2 separate regions of the Sus scrofa genome follow, and region 2 is linked to region 1. Evidence: chromatin contacts called from public targeted proximity ligation data. All regions are on one chromosome and are shown on one strand. The core of a region is the stretch at or near the end of the contact, and the rest is flanking DNA. Distances in the headings are between cores, read along the strand shown. Region 1 holds the start of BID (BH3 interacting domain death agonist). Region 2 holds the start of MICAL3 (F-actin-methionine sulfoxide oxidase MICAL3).

Region 1 (3,122 bases), core at 295-2,794:
AAAAACTGTAGAACTGGAGTTCCCACTGTGGTGCAGTGGGGTAAGACTCCAACTGCAGCAGCTCGGGTCACTACAGAGGCACAGGTTGGATCCCCAGCCTGGTGCAGTAGGTTGAAGGATCCAGCAGTGCCTATGCTGCAGCTGCAGCTTGGATTCAATCCCTGACCTGGGAACTTCCATATAGCGTGGGCACAAGCAAAAAATTTATGTAAAGAGAAAGGATCAAGACTTTGGCAGTTGTGGAGTTCCTGTCATGGCTCAGCAGAAATGAATCTGGCTAGCATCCATGAGGATGCAGGTTGATTCCTGGCCTTGCTCAGTGAGTTAAGGATCCTGCGTTGCTATGAGCTATGCTGTAGTCACAGATGCAGCTCAGATCTGATGTTGCTGTGGCTGTGGGGTAGGCCGGGGGCTACAGCTGATTCAACTCCTAGTCTGAGAACTTCCACATGCCATGGATGCGGCCCTCAAAAGACAAAAAAAAAAAAAAAAAAGCCTTAGGCAATCTTTCTGGACATATTACAGAGCTGATCTATAGGAGGGAAAATAACTTGCGCTATAAATCAGTCCCAGTGCAGAGAAAACAGTGGAAAGCTTTGTGATAAGAATCTTAGTGCTCAAAGCCTGTGAAATTAGTGCCAAGCAACAGTAATAAACCCAAACCTGAGACATTATGCTCAGTGAAATATGCCAGACATAAGAGGACACACACTACACAAGCCCTAGCACCTGTGTGGTCCCTGAAGTGTCGAATTCCCAGAGAAAGAAAGTGGAGTGATGGGGCCAGGGGTACAGTGCTGAATGCCACTAAGCTGAACACTTAAAACAGGCTAAAACAGTAAATGTCGTGCCAATGTATATTTTTACTAATTTTTAAAAACTGGAAAAAAATTTCAAAGTCAGAAAAATTGATAGCAGGATGACAATTCTGTTGCAGGGAGGGGAAGAGGAAATAGATGTCTCACCAGCAACTACAACTATGGACACTCCTGTCTCGGGTTTCTCAGCTTGAAGGAAAAGAAAGGAAAAGAGAAGCCCTGGGAGCAATCCTGTCCTCCTTCCTCACTGACAAGTCATCAGGAAACAGGACCAGGGAAGGCAGCAGGGGTCCTGCCAGGAGGGCACAGGGCAGGGGCACCAAATGGCATTTCAGCCCTGAGGACTGGCCTGTTCCCACTAGGGCAGCTCCTGAAATCTCTTCTGTTCAAGACCGGATGTTTCGCTAGAGCTCATGACATCTGAGACCCTTGGCCACCAGGGTCCCCACCTCCTGAGAAGGACGCTGGTAAAGTCCAGACTGAGGCCCTTGCAGGTACGGGGCTGCTTGCTGCTCAGGACTCACAGAGCAGGCACCAAGCTTAGGAAAGTCTCCTGGCCTATCCAGGGGGTGGCCAGGTATAGGTGCAGGAGGAGGTGGGGAGATGCCACAAGCTTGTCATCGTCATCCCCCGCTATGGATGTGAGGCTCCTTCTGCAAGGCCTCAGCCACCCGTGTCCCCAAAGCCTTCTTCCAGGACAACCGCACCATCTGACCTTAGAATCCATGGCCCACACGCTCCGGCTCACAGGGGTCCAAGTCAGCAGCCTGGAAGAGAACACACAGGATGGTGCTGGCCCTGCAGGGACAGCCCCAGGATCCCCCAGGAAACAGGGAGCCATCTGGGCCCGGGCTCTGCTGCTCATCCCAATAGCATGCACTCCTCTTTACTGAGACGGAGACTCCCCAGCCTCAGGGGCCAAGGCTCCCACCTCGAGCTCACTCTTCAGGCCCAGGGGGGCAGTTGGGCTTATGGGCTCTTTCTCCATAAGTACTTAACAGCACTGGGTTTCCCCCGTGGTTAACGCCTAGACACTGTCAGGGATCTGCTGTTCTTACCATGGCCCCATACCACCCTCCCCTCGACAAGTACACTGTCCCTTCAGCTACAGCCCCAGAGCAGGGACCTGTGACTCAGCCTCACAGCTACTGAGGGCCAGGCAGTGTCCGTGGACGGGACTAGACGCAGCCAGGCAGGCCAGCTCCCAGGCCATGGGCTTCAAGGGTAGAGAAGATCAGTCTTCTCATAGAGCTCTAGTCAGATGTGTATAAAGAAAAAGAATGTGTATTTGATAGCTACACAACGATTACAGCTCCCATGTGGCACATAATTCCACATTAAATAACCCAAACAACTGAGCAGACCCAGTGGAATCTAAGTTTAAAAAGGAACAGAGAAGAAAGAAACGAATCTGACTGGTATCCATGAGGATGCGGGTATGATCCCTGGTCTCGCTCAGGTTAAGGATCCAGTGTTGACGCAAGCGGTGTAGGTCACAGACACAGCTCGGATCCCACGTTGTTGTAGCTGTGGTATAGGACGGCAGCTGCAGTTCTGATTTGACCCCTAGCTTGGAACTTCCATAAGCTGTGGGTGCAGCCCTTAAAAAAAAAAAAAAAAAAAAAAAACAGAGAAAAGAATGAGAGCTCTGTTTGCATTAGGAGAGATGTCCAGACAGACTAGACAAGTTTCTGCAGAGCAGTCTCACCAGAATAATCATACACCTGCATCCGTGTGTTCCCACAGTATTAGGCTAAGGCAAGTGAATCAGTCACTTTGTAGGGCAAAAACAGCCAAACACGGCAATTCCATATGGTTCCTAAACACACAAGAGGTAAAAACAACCAGCTCATCTCCGTGGAAAGGGTAAGGTTCCCACTGAGGGCAGGCGGCAAGGCCAGGGTGGTGCCAAGGGTGGGTGGGGGGTGCTCACCCAGCTTCAGTGGCCCTGTACCCCAAGCCGCCCCTGGGAGGTTAGTCCTCGTAGTTTTGTCGTACCTGCATTCTCAGACTCAACCAACCACAGGCCGTGGGGTAGTTACTAATGAGAAACATGTGCAGAAGTGGATCCGTGCCGCCCAAACCATGTTGTGCCTTCACGTGTTCACAGCTCTCTCCATAAAAATGCGGAGTCAGAGGAGAGCACGTGCTAACCCAGACCAGGACCCAGAGGAACGGAGCAGGGGAGCTCACTGCTGGGCCATGGTTTGGAGAAGGTGAATTTCCTCTTACTCCTTCTGAAATGAACACTTATTAAGGATTTTCTATGTAACTCCTTATTTAACAGGGAAACAATAAGATGAT
Region 2 (3,122 bases), core at 160-2,659, 280 kb after region 1:
TTGCAAACTCCCACTTCTTTAAATATCTTGACCTCATTCTAGGGATCACAGCACTGCACGTACTGGCAGGCTTGCTTCTTTTAAGGCTGTGCTGCCATCTCCTGGAAAATCCTGGGCAGAGCAAGAACCTTCTCTAGGATTAAGGAAGGGGCCTTTTTCTGGCAGCAAAAGCTTGGAAGTGGTGCTCCTGGAGGCAGAGGCCTGGTCCTGCCAGTCTCAACTGGCCCAGGCCTGGTCAGGTCTGTATTCTGACGCTACTACTGCTTTTCTGATTTTTCAGGGGAGACTTATAAGCCAATTCTGAGAAACAGTTTTTTGTTTGTTTACAGTCCAGTAATTATGCTATTACTAATGATCTTCATTATTGGCTGTCAAATCTGAGGCAGAACAGATAAAACATTTTGATAAATTCAGCCTTGAACTAATTCACTTTCCAGAGTGGAGTTTGCTCTGTGGGAAGAATATTGCCTGGAGAGAAAGGGGGACTTAGGGTGGACATCAAGTATGTGTTGGTCCCAAGGGCAGTGATTTCACCAATGGAGGCTAGTTCTGAGCATGAAAAGCACATTTTCTCTCTGCTCTACTTCAACCCTGGATTTACTGCTAGAAAACAAAGTTAAACGTAGTCACTGTTGTCACATCCAAGTTCTCTTTAAGCATTTATCACCATCTGACATACCACTGTATTTATTTTTAATTTTGCTCCCCTCTTTCACTATGATGGAAGCTCCACAAAGGAGGACATTTTTGTCTCCTTCGTTCATGTGGGATCCTCAGTGTTTAGAACAAGGCTGGCACTTAGTAGGTGTTAAATATCCACGGAAAAAGTGAAGTCCTGGCTTTATCACCTTATGCCATTATGGGGTCCACACTTCTCATCCCCAGAGTCTGATGGATTTTGTGCTTCTGCCTCAGCTTTCCAGGAGGACTTTTTGCAGAGGGTGGAAGGCCCTGGCTGGTGACCATGGAAGGGGATGCTGAGGCAGGCAGGTGCTGACCCTGTGCCTGGCCTGTCCGATTTAATCACAAGGGCAACGTTTTGGAGAGAGTGCAAATGGTAGGGAACTGGGAGGAACTGAAGCTCAGGGCTTAGCACAAACCTAGGAGGCTCTTCAAAGCCTGAGTGAAGCACAGAATATAATAATAAATGTAACTTCTGTATCTGTGTAAAATTACTTAATAATTACTATTAAAGCCAGGACGTATTGAATACTTACTCTGACTCAGTCCTTTACTGTAAACTGCATTACACACTGTACGGCTTTTTCACGGAATATCTATCTGGCATAAGACACGGAGGCTCAGTGTGGATCCCTGGACACAAGCGGACACAGCCCATCCGGCAGAGCGCGGTGGCCAAGCTCCTGCCCTTGGCTGGCTGTGTTTTTGCCACCTGCCAGTTGTGGGACCGGCAGCAAAACAAAAGAAGGAAGGACTGACGGGTGCTGGGCGGGGCCCGGGAGGAGGCGGTTCACAGACGCCCTCTCCTGCTCGCCGCCGGAGCCGTGTCCCTACAGAATCCAGGAGCTAGAGAAGCCGGAGGCCAGAGCCTCGGCCCGCAACAAGTACCCACCTCACCTCCCACAGCCCGCGGCTTGGGTCGGCTGGCTTCCTCCGACTGTGACGGCTTCTGGGGCGCCGTATGCCGGGGCTTGTAGTCCGAAGCCCCCCATCTGCGCCCCGGAGCGGGGCCGCTCCAGGAGCAAGACTACAACTCCCAGAGTGTCCCGCGCCGCCGGGCGCCGCTCTGCGCGCGCAGCGAAGCTGTCGGCGCCCACGTTCCCGCGCCGCTGGCGGCGGCTCAGCCCCTGGAGAGGGTCGGGGCAGACTCCTTCCCGGGCTCGGGGGTTCCAGTCCTTGTCGTGAGGCTGCGTCTCCAGGGACGCAGTGCTCTGCATATCCGAGGGTGCCAGGCTGTCCCTCGCTGGAGCCGCAGACAAGCCCAGCCGCGCCAATCTTTCCTTTACGGGCTGCGGCCTCGGGCGGTTCGTGGGCCAGGCTGTGAGGACCCTCTCTTCTCCCAGGCCGCACCGGACACCCTGCAGCCCCCAGAGGGCGGTCGCCCGGCGCCCGCCTATGAGGAGTGACCCCGCGACCTCTGCAGCCCCCCTGAGGGGGCTTGGGGGCCCCCTGCGGAGCAGCGAGCCGGTGCGCTCCTCCCCGGCCCCATCGGCAGCCGCACTTCTGCTGGAGGAGGCGGCCGACTTGCTGGTGGTGCACCTGGACTTTGCCGCGGCGCTCCGCACCTGCGAACGCGCGTGGCAGGGCCTGGCGGAGGAGCCCGCGGGCGCGTACGTGCTGGGCTCGGCTCCCTTCGGGTGACGGTGGGAGGGGCACCAGTCCCCAGGACTCTTGCCCTCCGATTGTTGGCGGAAGTCTTACTCCTTGCTTTCCTCAGGGGTGCCTGACCTTGTGCCCATTTTCTGAGGAGAAAGGGGAGGCACTGCCCGTTGAGGAGGAAGCAGTTGAGTCGTGTCACAGGGCTTAGTGGGAACCCACAGCCAATTCTTTCTCCCTGTTCCAGGGCAGAATGACATGAAGGGAAGACAGGATTGTATTGTTCAGTTGCTCCAGTAAGCAGGTGGTGGGAGGCTTGTCGAAGGTACACCCTCCACTGAGTTGTCCCCTTCTCACTTTGGCTGATGAGTGGGGATGGGGTTCAGGGCAGGAGTAGTGTTCCAGTTCTATTGAAGGGTCGGATCAAAGAATTAGAAACCTTGGTCTTGCGCTGCTTTTTCTAATGCTGCCGTCCTCTCTGGTAGTTGAAGGCATAATTTCTCTGTGGATTGTAAGGTTGGCTTAGGCCACACTAGGGAGGGGGTGGGTAGAGTAGTCAAAGCTGACCCCAGGGAGTAATGAATTGGGGAGCCCTGGCTGTGTGTTCAGGGGGTTGGTGAATAAATGCTGAAGGCTTTGATTTGGGTGCTTGGAGGTGCCTCTGTAGGTGGTGCTAGGAGGCCAGTAGTGGAGTTCCTGTGCCTGTACTGAGGCTATAACCTTTCAAATTCTTAGCTCCACCTCTCTTCCCACCCAAATATCTATGCTGTTTCTTGTCCTCTTCACCTAAGAAGTAAAGGAACCCTCCTGCTCATTAATCCACATTTCAACTGCATACAGAGCTG

The links.
Region 2: a contact with region 1 is called in a targeted proximity ligation map of alveolar macrophages. A contact is called at or near these places in 1 of 47 Hi-C or Micro-C datasets (psoas muscle) and 2 of 2 datasets of targeted methods (alveolar macrophages and skeletal muscle).

The regions. Positions count from the first base shown.
Region 1 is chr5:69,854,804-69,857,925 of Sscrofa11.1, forward strand. BID (BH3 interacting domain death agonist) reads right to left here and starts at 1,545. Exons shown (of 5, transcript NM_001030535.1): 1 at 1,534-1,545. The coding sequence starts at 1,545. LOC110260761 (a long non-coding RNA gene) reads left to right here. Exons shown (of 2, transcript XR_002344150.1): 2 at 1-3,122.
Region 2 is chr5:70,131,560-70,134,681 of Sscrofa11.1, forward strand. It overlaps MICAL3 (F-actin-methionine sulfoxide oxidase MICAL3), which reads right to left and starts at 1,410. Exons shown (of 40, transcript XM_021092508.1): 1 at 1,218-1,410. It overlaps PEX26 (peroxisome assembly protein 26), which reads left to right and starts at 1,465. Exons shown (of 5, transcript XM_003126596.4): 1 at 1,465-2,291. The coding sequence starts at 2,077.